Regions from separate parts of the Mus musculus genome. Here all the other regions are linked to region 3. A link is a contact called in public HiChIP or PLAC-seq and Micro-C data. All regions are on one chromosome and are shown on one strand. The core of a region is the stretch at or near the end of the contact, and the rest is flanking DNA. Distances in the headings are between cores, read along the strand shown. Region 1 has its middle 12 kb from the start of Gm30600. Region 2 has its middle 70 kb from the start of Gm30549. Region 3 overlaps F13a1 (coagulation factor XIII, A1 subunit).

Region 1 (3,327 bases), core at 8-2,507, 230 kb before region 3:
GCTGGGAGTCCAGTCTGTTAAGTGAACACTCACCAGACTGGAAGTGTGACCACTGGGGCACGCTAAGTACAGATAAAGTAAGATTCTCAAAGACAGAGGTCATGCAAAAGCAAGGGCTTTAGTATAAAGTCTGTCCAGTTGCAGAAATGGAGATCAAGCCTGCTGTAACAGTGAAAAAATTGAAAAGATATATGACAGAGAATTAGGCATCATTGAAACACTTTACAATAGAATCATATAAAAGAACAGGCTGTTGAAGTCTACACATTTGTGTCTATTTTATGTTGTTACTTTCTGTTTATATTTATAAATTATTCTCTTTCTATCTCACTTATCAGCTGAGTTTATTGGTACAAGAACTGGAAAAATGCAGAAAGATCTTCCTTGCACGGTTAACAAAGAAACATTGGGATGCTGACTTAGTGTCTATTTGAATTCTCTCTGCTTTTGATTTTCATTTTTGTCTATTTTTTAAATTTCAGTTTGGGCAGTGAACGTGTTTTGGTTTTATAATCTGAAAAATAAACCACAAAAGTAGATGTTACTTATGAAACAGTGTTTCTTACTTATCTGGTGACTGGGTAGAGATGACCAGGTCATTCTGACCGTGTTAACTGTCAGTCTGGAGATGACACAACCACACTTGGCCTCGATTGGCACTCTGGTTAGCTCAGTAGGTAGACTGGGTGGTGTGACTTTGGTTGGTCCACTTGGTGATTCATGACCATAAAATGCTGTTACAAAGACCATATCACATGTTTCCTATAAATTCTAGGTGTTTTTATTGTCTTTTTTTTTTAAATTAAGGCAACAAATTCAGTTTGAAAAATATTTTTAAAGCCAACCATTTCTAAACGTTTTATTGATTCTTTTGGTGTTGTTGGAAACAATATTCCTTTAAAAAGATCCTTTGTCAAGAAAGTGATTTGGACTCTATGTGCAGCCTCCTTTCATGGGTTTACTGACTTGTATACAGTCCATGAAAGCAATACGGATGCCTCGTTCCTTTTTGTTTTGTTGAAATGAATCTTAAAAGCAAAGTCTCCAGTAGCAAATCTCACACAAAAATTTCCTCCCTCTTGCCCTTTTGTTTCTTTGTTTCTGATGAACTCATTTCTTCCTTGTTCTAGAAAACTTGATGGCAGATGCTACTTGTCCTTTGCTTCTGAGATGGTAGCCTGCATCCATCCTTGACCACCCGGGTTTAACTATATTTGGTCCTGCATGGCGGCAAGCACTGAGGTGGCACACTGAGAGCTCACAGAGCATGGCAATCTTACTAGTCCTGGCTTTCACAGTTCATCACTCATGGCTGGTGTCACACAGGGTTGGCAGTCAGGATGGAAACACCCAGCAGCTGGGCATCCAGCTGCCAGTTCATCAATTTGAGAAGTGAGTCTGTTTCCGTCAAAGTCCTTGCATGCAGAGTGTGTGTGTGTGTGTGTGTGTGTGTGCCCATAGTACCTTCCTCTAGGATTTACTTCTCTATCCTATGTTAAAACAGCTGCTCATGTATTCTCCTAATATGATTCCCACCAGCAGAGAAAATCAGAAGCCACATGGTGGGTGAGACATTCCCTCAGAAAATGGTAAGGACAGAATCTCAGGTTAGGATGTGTAAAGTTGGCCTCCTCCTCTCAGTTCTGCTTCTGGAATTTGAGAAGAATGTGGACAAGTCCTTTTACCTTTCCCTTCCCTTTCTCTGGATAAGCACATTTGTGTCTTCTATTGTAGAATTATGAGTCTGGAGTAGACCCTGACCTGAAGTGCTCAAACCCATAAGAAGGTTCTAACTTATAAGCCAGAAAAGGAGAGTCCCATAGAAACAGGTCTGAGAGCTAGACAGAAGCAAATTTGAGAATGACAAACATACAGAGCTGAATACTTATATAAAACTGGATGAGGGGGTATGAGGCAAGGACACATAAAAATATATCATATTTGCTCAGCTCAGCTTCATGTTGACTTTATGTGGGGAAGAGTGACATAATCCATAGAGGGATTGACTAAGACAGGGGTTCAAGAGCCAAAGTGGACAGAAACACAGACTGTTTCTTATTTAGGTGTGTCATATTCTGATACCACTCTCCTCGTTGATAAGAGAAGGAGAGGGAGGATCAGAGAGGAAAAAGTGAGAGATGGGGATAGAGAGAGAGAAAAGAGGAAGGGGGACAGAGATGTCTGCATCTAGATGAAGTTTTAAATGCACATATCCTGATTAATACTGGCAACTGTTAGGAGGTTTAAATGGAAGGAGCTTAGTGGACACACTGGCATAGATACAGGGATAGTGTATAGATACAGAGATGGTAGTGCATAGATGTGGAGATGGTGTATAAATGTGGAGATGGTGGTATAGAGATACAGAGATGGTGCATAAATACAATGGTGGTGTATAGACGTAGAGATGGTATACAGATGTGGATATGGTATATAGATGTGAAAATGATGGTGTATAGATGTTAGGGTGGGCAAGGTATTCAGAGAACAACCAGGACAGTCTAACCTTCAAGAATTTGCAACAGCAGATGACACTTCTTGGTTCCAAGATAGAAAGGGCCAGTGAGACTTGGCCCATACAGATAAATGCACCACAGTGGAAGCCATTATAGAGAATTTTAATTGGGCAACATGGCTGCTCTGGCCAGAGATCACATATCTGACTGGAATGCAAATGTACCACACACCTTTAATCTTTCTGGAACATACTCCTTTAGTCCCTCTGTCTAAAATACACACACCTCTTTAGTACAAAATTTTTATTCTAAACCATGATGTATAATTGAGGGGCAGACAAAGTAATTAATCAGAGAAAGATTTGACAGAATGAGTCAGAGACAGGATACACCCAATTCTCATGAGAACAGGCAGGAAAGAGGATCTACTTAAAGAGCAGTGAGGGAGAGAGTCAGTTGAGTTCAGTCAGATAGCGGTGTTTAGTTTAGTTGGGTGCAGTTCAATTGAGTGAGTTGAGTTGAATTTGGACCAGTTCAGTTCATGGAGTTCAGAGGCAGCCTTTCCAAGCAGAGCAATTCAGTCAGAAGCCAAAAGAAGCCAATATGAATCAATTAGCTTGGAGAGTTTGAGCCAGGCCAGCTGAGTAAAACCAGCCAGTCAGAGTTCAGAAAGAGCAAGAAAAGAGTGAGTTTATTTAGTAGTAACTCTTAGAGGCTGAAACATTCTAGGCCTAGTTTAGCAGACAGAGGCTGGAAGCTAAATCCTTCAAGGTCTGGGCTTGCAGAAGATTAGATTATATGTATGTTAGAAGCTTCCAGGCCTAGGCCCAGGGATAGTTAGAAATGCTCAGCCCAAGCCATGTATATGTAA
Region 2 (3,215 bases), core at 84-2,583, 130 kb before region 3:
AAAGATTCATTTTTATGTGGATGGATGCTTTCCTTCATGTATATGTTTGTTCTGTGTGTATACAGATCCCACCGAGGCCAGAAAATGGTGTTGGATCCTCCTGGAACTGGAGATACAGATGTTTTGAGCCATGCTGAGGGTGTAGGCAAGTGTACCAGGCTCCTGTGGAAGAGTAGCCAGTACTCTGAGTTACTGAACCACCTCTTCAGCCTAGTTTGTAATTTTTGAACCAAGGACAGTTTTTTTCTCCTTAATGGAGCAAAATTCAAGAGAAGTAAAATTAAATCCAGGATTGTGAACACTCTCATTAACAGAGTGAAAGAAAATTACCGTGGACTATAGGATAAGCGTGTGAACTTCCCAGGAAAAAAGCTATATCCATGTTAAAGATTCACAGTCAGAAAATTGTCTTGTACTAGATGTTAGCCCCCTAACAGACATTTGTTTTCTTAAAGGTATCACTATAGCATCCATCTACCATGTGCAACCTTTGGGGCTATATTGACTGACCGTACCTTAAGGATGCCACTGACCAGCACCTGAAGCCAAGAGCAAAGGCCTTCCTACCTTTCTATAAACCATGTGATGTTTCCATTAATGCGCTTGAAAATTGCCTTGATTTAAGGTTTCTTCTTCTTCTTCTTCTTCTTCTTCTTCTTCTTCTTCTTCTTCTACTACTTCTTCTTCTTCTTCTTTCTTCTTCTTCTTCTTCTTCTTCTTCTTCTTCTTCTTCTTCTTCTTCTTCTTCCTCTTCTTCTTCTGTGACTATAAAAACTTAATGGAATCTTTACCACATTGAAGCATGTGGTATCTGAGACAATTGAACCCATTATTCACGGGCCATGAGCAAAGAGCAAAGCTTTGTAAACTTCTTGGGTGAAGCGATTTCCTCAAGGTCTGGCATCATAGCAGAAGGTGTGACCTGGTGGTAGTCATGGTAATGAATGGACTGGGTGACAGGGAGAACAGTGGTAATAGAGCCCTTAACACTCAACAGGAGAATCAGAAGGAAGGTGCACGACCCTCATCTGCGAAGTCACCCATCACTCATCCCTGTCTTCCAGTTGCAAGGGATCATGGGAGGAGGAGAAGATGGGACTCTGTAATGTACTTTCAGAAGGTTCTCATGCATGGCAGCATGTGACTTTTAGGTGGTCTAAATGCTCTTGGGTAACTCTTCACCCCTCCAAGTAATCCTTTATCCGTGCTCCCATATGTAGGTCTAGTAAAGTTATTGGTTTGCCAAATTAGACATGGGTGGAACCTTGGTTTGTTATTGGTGACTCATCTCGTACCATTTAGACACTTGCGAAGGAAGGCCTCTTTGTAAAGGAAAAGTAATGCCACATACACAGAAAAGGATAAATTCAGAACATTGTCTGTGGTTTGGGTTAGAGATGTTATAGTGATTCAGTTATGAGTCTATTTCTAGGGAACATTTCTCAAAAGCCACATAGTGAAAGAAATAATAATAATGTACCCTTTTGGTTTCTTTTTATAACTGCAAAATATTTAAGATTTACTTATTTTTATTTTATGTGTATGAATGGTTTGCCTGTGTGTATGAATATGCATTATGTGTGTGGCTGGTACCCATGCAGAGAAAAAGAAGTTATCGAATTTCCTAGAATAAGAGCTGCCATGTGGCTTCTGAGAACCAAATCCAGGTATTCTGCAAGAGAAGTTAAGTGATCTTAATGTCTGAGTCATTTCTTTAGCTCCTAGTTATATTTAAAAATATATAAAATAAAAGAGAAGTGAGCTACTGTACTAGATTTATTTTTGCTTAATGTGCAGAGAAGAGAGTGGGCTGAGATTATTATCACTGTTCCTGTCTTTTTAGCAATGAGCTAAATAGTGGAACTTGAATATAAAATATGTTTTCAATGGGCATCATCTGCTGTCCATAATGGTGAGCAAGACAATTGGAACAAATGTTTTTGTTGAGGACAAGTAAAGAAATCTTGATGAAATAGGAGATTCATATATATATATATATATATATATATATATATATATATATATATATATGAATGATAATATATATCACTGTATTAACCATGGTTTGTATGTAGCATCAGTTTTTACAGTTTTATGGAATGTTACTCTTTCTAATTAAACTGTGCTAGAATTTACTCTTTTGAAATATGGTAGCATTTTCACTTAACCATTTAATATGCTCATTCATTAAAAAGTTTACTATGCAAAAAGAAAAGAAACAAAAAGTATTAATCCTTGACAAGTTTTGAAGCTACTCCGTGAGCCACAGGACATACTGTAAGAGCAGACTTCAGCAGAATCTCAGGGAAAGAGAACAGAAGTCGAGCCCACCCAGTGTGGAAGGCTGACATCACCCCTCATACGCACAGGCAATGGCAGTGGGAGTAGGTGAGAGTCAGACAAAGTTCCTACTGCCGCATGCAGCAGTGTGAGGAATTCTGAGGCTTCTATGGGTGAAACAGGAAAGAATTTCAGGACAAGTTACTATGAAGCAGCATTGGAGTTTATTAGAAGGGATATAGTTAGCAACATTAAGGGTTGGGAGAGAAAAATGGAGACTGACTCTCAGGGAAGGGAGAGCATATGCCTAAATGTGGGCTTAGGTGTCTACAAAGAGTTCCAGTATTTCAGCAACAGCAGCATGTAGGACCTGGATGGATTCAGACATATTGCTTAAAGGTGTTTAAGGAGCTCTCTAATGTTTTCCTCAATAAATGAGATAGATACTATGGTTTCTGGGAGATACACTGAATAAACTTTACAGGCTGATAAGATCAAGGTACAAGGCTTGTCTAGGGAGTTAAAACTTGTTTTCATAGGCAACAAAATTTATAGTCTTTATTTGTGAGATTCCCATTAATTGCAGGTTTGTGACTTGAGAGAGTAGTAAGTCCATACTCTAAGGTTATACTTAAGCCTTAAGAATGGTGGTCACTCTTTTAACAGTCTTATTTAAAGTATCTCCATAGAAAAGAAACATTGCCTCTGTGTAAGCAAATCTTCATAGTAAATTTTGTTAATTGTTCTGGAGTTCTTGTTCTCAGCTGGGAGGTTTTGAGCAGACTCCAGAGCCAGGGACTTCCCTCCCCTCCTGTTGCTTCCCTTCCCTTTCTGGAATCTCTTTAACTTTCCATCTTTCTATTCTTAGTAAGATCTCAAAGAGTTCAGCCTCAAATGAGAGTAACCCACAGGTAAACCAGCAGCCACACCTTCTT
Region 3 (3,150 bases), core at 109-2,608:
AGGGTTTCACTCTTTCATCACTAAATATTATTCCATTGAACATATGAATTATTTTAATTTTTCCTTTTACCAACAGTGTTGTGAACACTGATGGAAAGAATGTAAAGGTACAAATGGTTGTTGTGCATACCGATCTCATGTCCTTGAGTGCACACTGGTATTCTAAACCTGTCTTTAGACCAATGGTTCTCAGCTTTTGGGTCATTCCAACCCTTGGGTGGATGACTCTTTCACAGGGGTTACCATCTGAAAACACAGATATTTACATTATGATTCATAACAGCACTAAACTTACAGTTATGAAGTAGCAACACAAATAATTTTGTGGTTAGAGATCACCACAGCAGGAGGAACTGTATTAAAGGGTCACAGCATTAGGAAGGTTGAGAACCACTGCTTAGGAGTCAGTTCCAGACAGAGTAATAGGAATTCTGGAAACAGTTACTCAATAGTTAACAGGCTAGCAGTCTGGAAGGAGACTGCAGGCAAAAGCTGTCGAGTAAAGTCTCAGACAAGGCAGGTAGGTCTAGAGAAGAAAGTTGAGGAATTAGGAGTGTTTTTTGAGGGTAAGAGCCATGACTGGCCTGTATGTGTGAAGGGGTTTGTTCATGAAAGCCAAATGGCTTGTTCTCCAATGTACACTAGCTTTAATAGAAAAAAAAATTCCTTCATGGATTAAAGCCCCTTTCTATATTCAGAGCTTAGGCAGGATGCACTCTCCAGGCACAGAGATGGAGGTCAATTCTAGATAGCCTGTGAGCACCGAATCTCCATAATGAAGCCAGTCTGCTAATGGTTGGTAACTTATTTTCTGATTTCTGGTGATGGGCTGGGACATCTGGATTCTCTACATAGCACATTATTATCCTCCCCAAACATCCATTTCATTGTGTTAGAGTCCAATGCAAACCTAGAAAAACTTTTATTAAATGATCAGAATCTTATTAACATGATCAAATCCAATTAAGTCACCATTAGTTTTCAAGAGCATTTTGAATCAGCTCAAGAAAACGTGCAGGCCTCTGTAGAGACAAGAGTTAAAGAGATTTTGCCAGGACCTGTTTCTTCTACAGACTAACCAAAGTGCCTCTGGGAAGGCTCTAGAAGGGAGAGATAGACAGCCTATCTAGAAATATAATTTCCTGCTTGGAGCTGCGAAAGAAAACGTAAATTTCAAAACAGGTTTCTGGAGGAGATATGTAAAATGATAATAAGATGAGTTATAATAAAATCAAGTATTTAATCTTAAGCATTCATTTAAATGGAAAGCAGACATTATGTTCATGAGTCATAACTTGAGCAGCTGTTGTCATCTGCCTAGCCTGTGCTCATGTAGAGCTTCAGCTCTGTGTATGACGAAACAGGAAGTGCTCCCAGAACGGCAGGCTGAGTTCATCTATTGTGAGTATGCTCTGCATGGAGATATATTGACAGCAGTTTCTCTAATTCAAAGAGAAGTCCCTGTGACAGTAGCTAGTCCTTTTCTGTCAGCTCTTGCTCATACATTTACTCAAACTGGCTCTTTCCGATGACTGGCTGCAGCTCTGGAGAAAGCAGCATCCTAAAAACACATGACCACTTGATGAGGGAATGTGGAGAGACAAAGTGAAAAGTGTAGAGAGATGGCACAAGGGGCAGGAAAGGTTGGGTGCCATGAGTCAGTGGTGACTAAAAGATGATGCTGAAGGTTGAATCTGTAGTCAAGGCAGAAGGGAGGAGTTGAAAGAGGAGACGGGTCCAGAGTCAACTGTCTGATGAATTAACAGGATTAGCCATGCTGATAAGCATGTTTCTATAAATACTTTAACACCCATTGCTGCTCATAGGTAAAGCTGATGTCCATCACAAGGTACATTTCATGAAGTAACAACATAATACTTTTATACACAAATTATACATAATACACAAAATTATAGTCGCTTTCCCCACCATACATATTTTGCATGTATAGAAATTGTCTGCACACAATAAGGACTTTAGATACCCTCCCACATAAGGTTAGCCAGGATCTGACAGAATTGAATGGAACATGATCTGGGACACAAGGAGAGTCTAGGATGGGTGTTGGAAATGCTGGCATACAGAAGAATTAAATGTATTGTCCTTAACAACCCTAAGATATATGTGTATGAAATCAGGGAAGTTTCTAGAAATCTAGAGGAATATGTCAGGGGGCAGAGAGTGGAGAGAGAATCTTATAGTGAACAATATGGACACATTCCCAAATGTATGAAAACTCTGTTTCTATGAGAGAAAGAAAGCATCAGGAGCCAGGAACATTTGATTGGATAGGGTGTATCATTGGTTGGCCTTAGAATTGCATGGTGGCTAAATTCATCAGAGGTCAGATAAAGCTGAGATCCTCATTAAAGATGAAAACATGTAGAGAGGAGAAAACCTACCTATAAGGACTGGTTTCCTGAGCAAACTGGAATGGAGCTAGGAAATGAATCCATCAAGCACTGGAGATGATATATGGATCCTTTCCAACCTCTTCACAGTGGAGACAAGAGGCTCAAGCTCCTTCTGCCTTCTAGTAAAGAGCCAAGCCAGCCTCTGCACCTGTCTGAGATATGCAGGGTATGCAGGTGGCTGTAGACACTCAAGATTCTGGGTGGAGGTTGGTTGGTTTAGCTAGTAGAAAACATAAAAAGATAACTTGCAGGGAAAATAGGCCTCACTAGTAGGAACTACCAGAAACTTGGAGAAAACAAGGGGATAAATGGGCCCAATCACATGCCTCTGAGGCTCTAACACTGTGTAGTCTGACTACAGGAGGCACGTGCAATGGCATATGGATATCCAGAGACCAAACACTATTGTCCAAGCCTCTAAATTAGTCGTTCTCAACCTTCCTAATGCTGTGACCTTGCAATATAGTCCCTCTTGCTATGGTGACCCACTCAACAACAAAATTATGTCATTGTTACTTTATAACTATAATTTATAACTGCTGTTATAAATCATAACGTAAATATCTGATATGCAGGATATCTGATAGGCAACCCCTGTGGGGTTCTCAACCCACAGACTGAAAACCACTACTTTAAAGAATTGCATGGAGCTTGTTGAGTAGTTCAAGCCACAAACTTCATCTGACCCAGTCTTCCCTAGCAAAAGTAAATGTCTCCACATGTCATCTCCCCAAAG

What was found. A called contact is a pair of places that touch in the nucleus more often than the background predicts. HiChIP or PLAC-seq counts read pairs in DNA pulled down with a chosen protein or histone mark.
Region 1: a Micro-C map of muscle stem cells shows a contact between it and region 3, with 5 times the contacts expected there. The contact joins two enhancer-like sites. A contact is called at or near these places in 1 of 15 datasets of contacts at CTCF or cohesin (CD8 T cells), 2 of 484 Hi-C or Micro-C datasets (bone marrow-derived macrophages and muscle stem cells) and 1 of 115 datasets of contacts at active chromatin or transcription factors (CD8 T cells).
Region 2: a contact with region 3 is called in a BATF HiChIP or PLAC-seq map of CD8 T cells, with 16 read pairs. The contact joins two enhancer-like sites. A contact is called at or near these places in 1 of 15 datasets of contacts at CTCF or cohesin (CD8 T cells), 1 of 484 Hi-C or Micro-C datasets (muscle stem cells) and 2 of 115 datasets of contacts at active chromatin or transcription factors (CD8 T cells and pancreatic cancer cells).

The regions. Positions count from the first base shown.
Region 1 is chr13:37,235,516-37,238,842 of GRCm38.p6, reverse strand. No RefSeq gene overlaps it. Among named protein-coding and RNA genes, the nearest start is that of Gm30600, 12 kb to the left of the region's middle. Within about 2 kb of position 1,257, at least 1 of the 459 cell types and tissues checked has an H3K27ac peak or open chromatin away from gene starts, as enhancers often do. A contact at or near this core is called in muscle stem cells, where this site is marked.
Region 2 is chr13:37,139,104-37,142,318 of GRCm38.p6, reverse strand. No RefSeq gene overlaps it. Among named protein-coding and RNA genes, the nearest start is that of Gm30549, 70 kb to the right of the region's middle. Within about 2 kb of position 1,333, at least 4 of the 459 cell types and tissues checked have an H3K27ac peak or open chromatin away from gene starts, as enhancers often do. A contact at or near this core is called in CD8 T cells, where this site is marked.
Region 3 is chr13:37,009,164-37,012,313 of GRCm38.p6, reverse strand. All of the region lies in intron 3 of F13a1 (coagulation factor XIII, A1 subunit), which reads left to right. Among named protein-coding and RNA genes, the nearest start is that of Gm30240, 22 kb to the right of the region's middle. Within about 2 kb of position 1,358, at least 36 of the 459 cell types and tissues checked have an H3K27ac peak or open chromatin away from gene starts, as enhancers often do. A contact at or near this core is called in CD8 T cells and muscle stem cells, where this site is marked.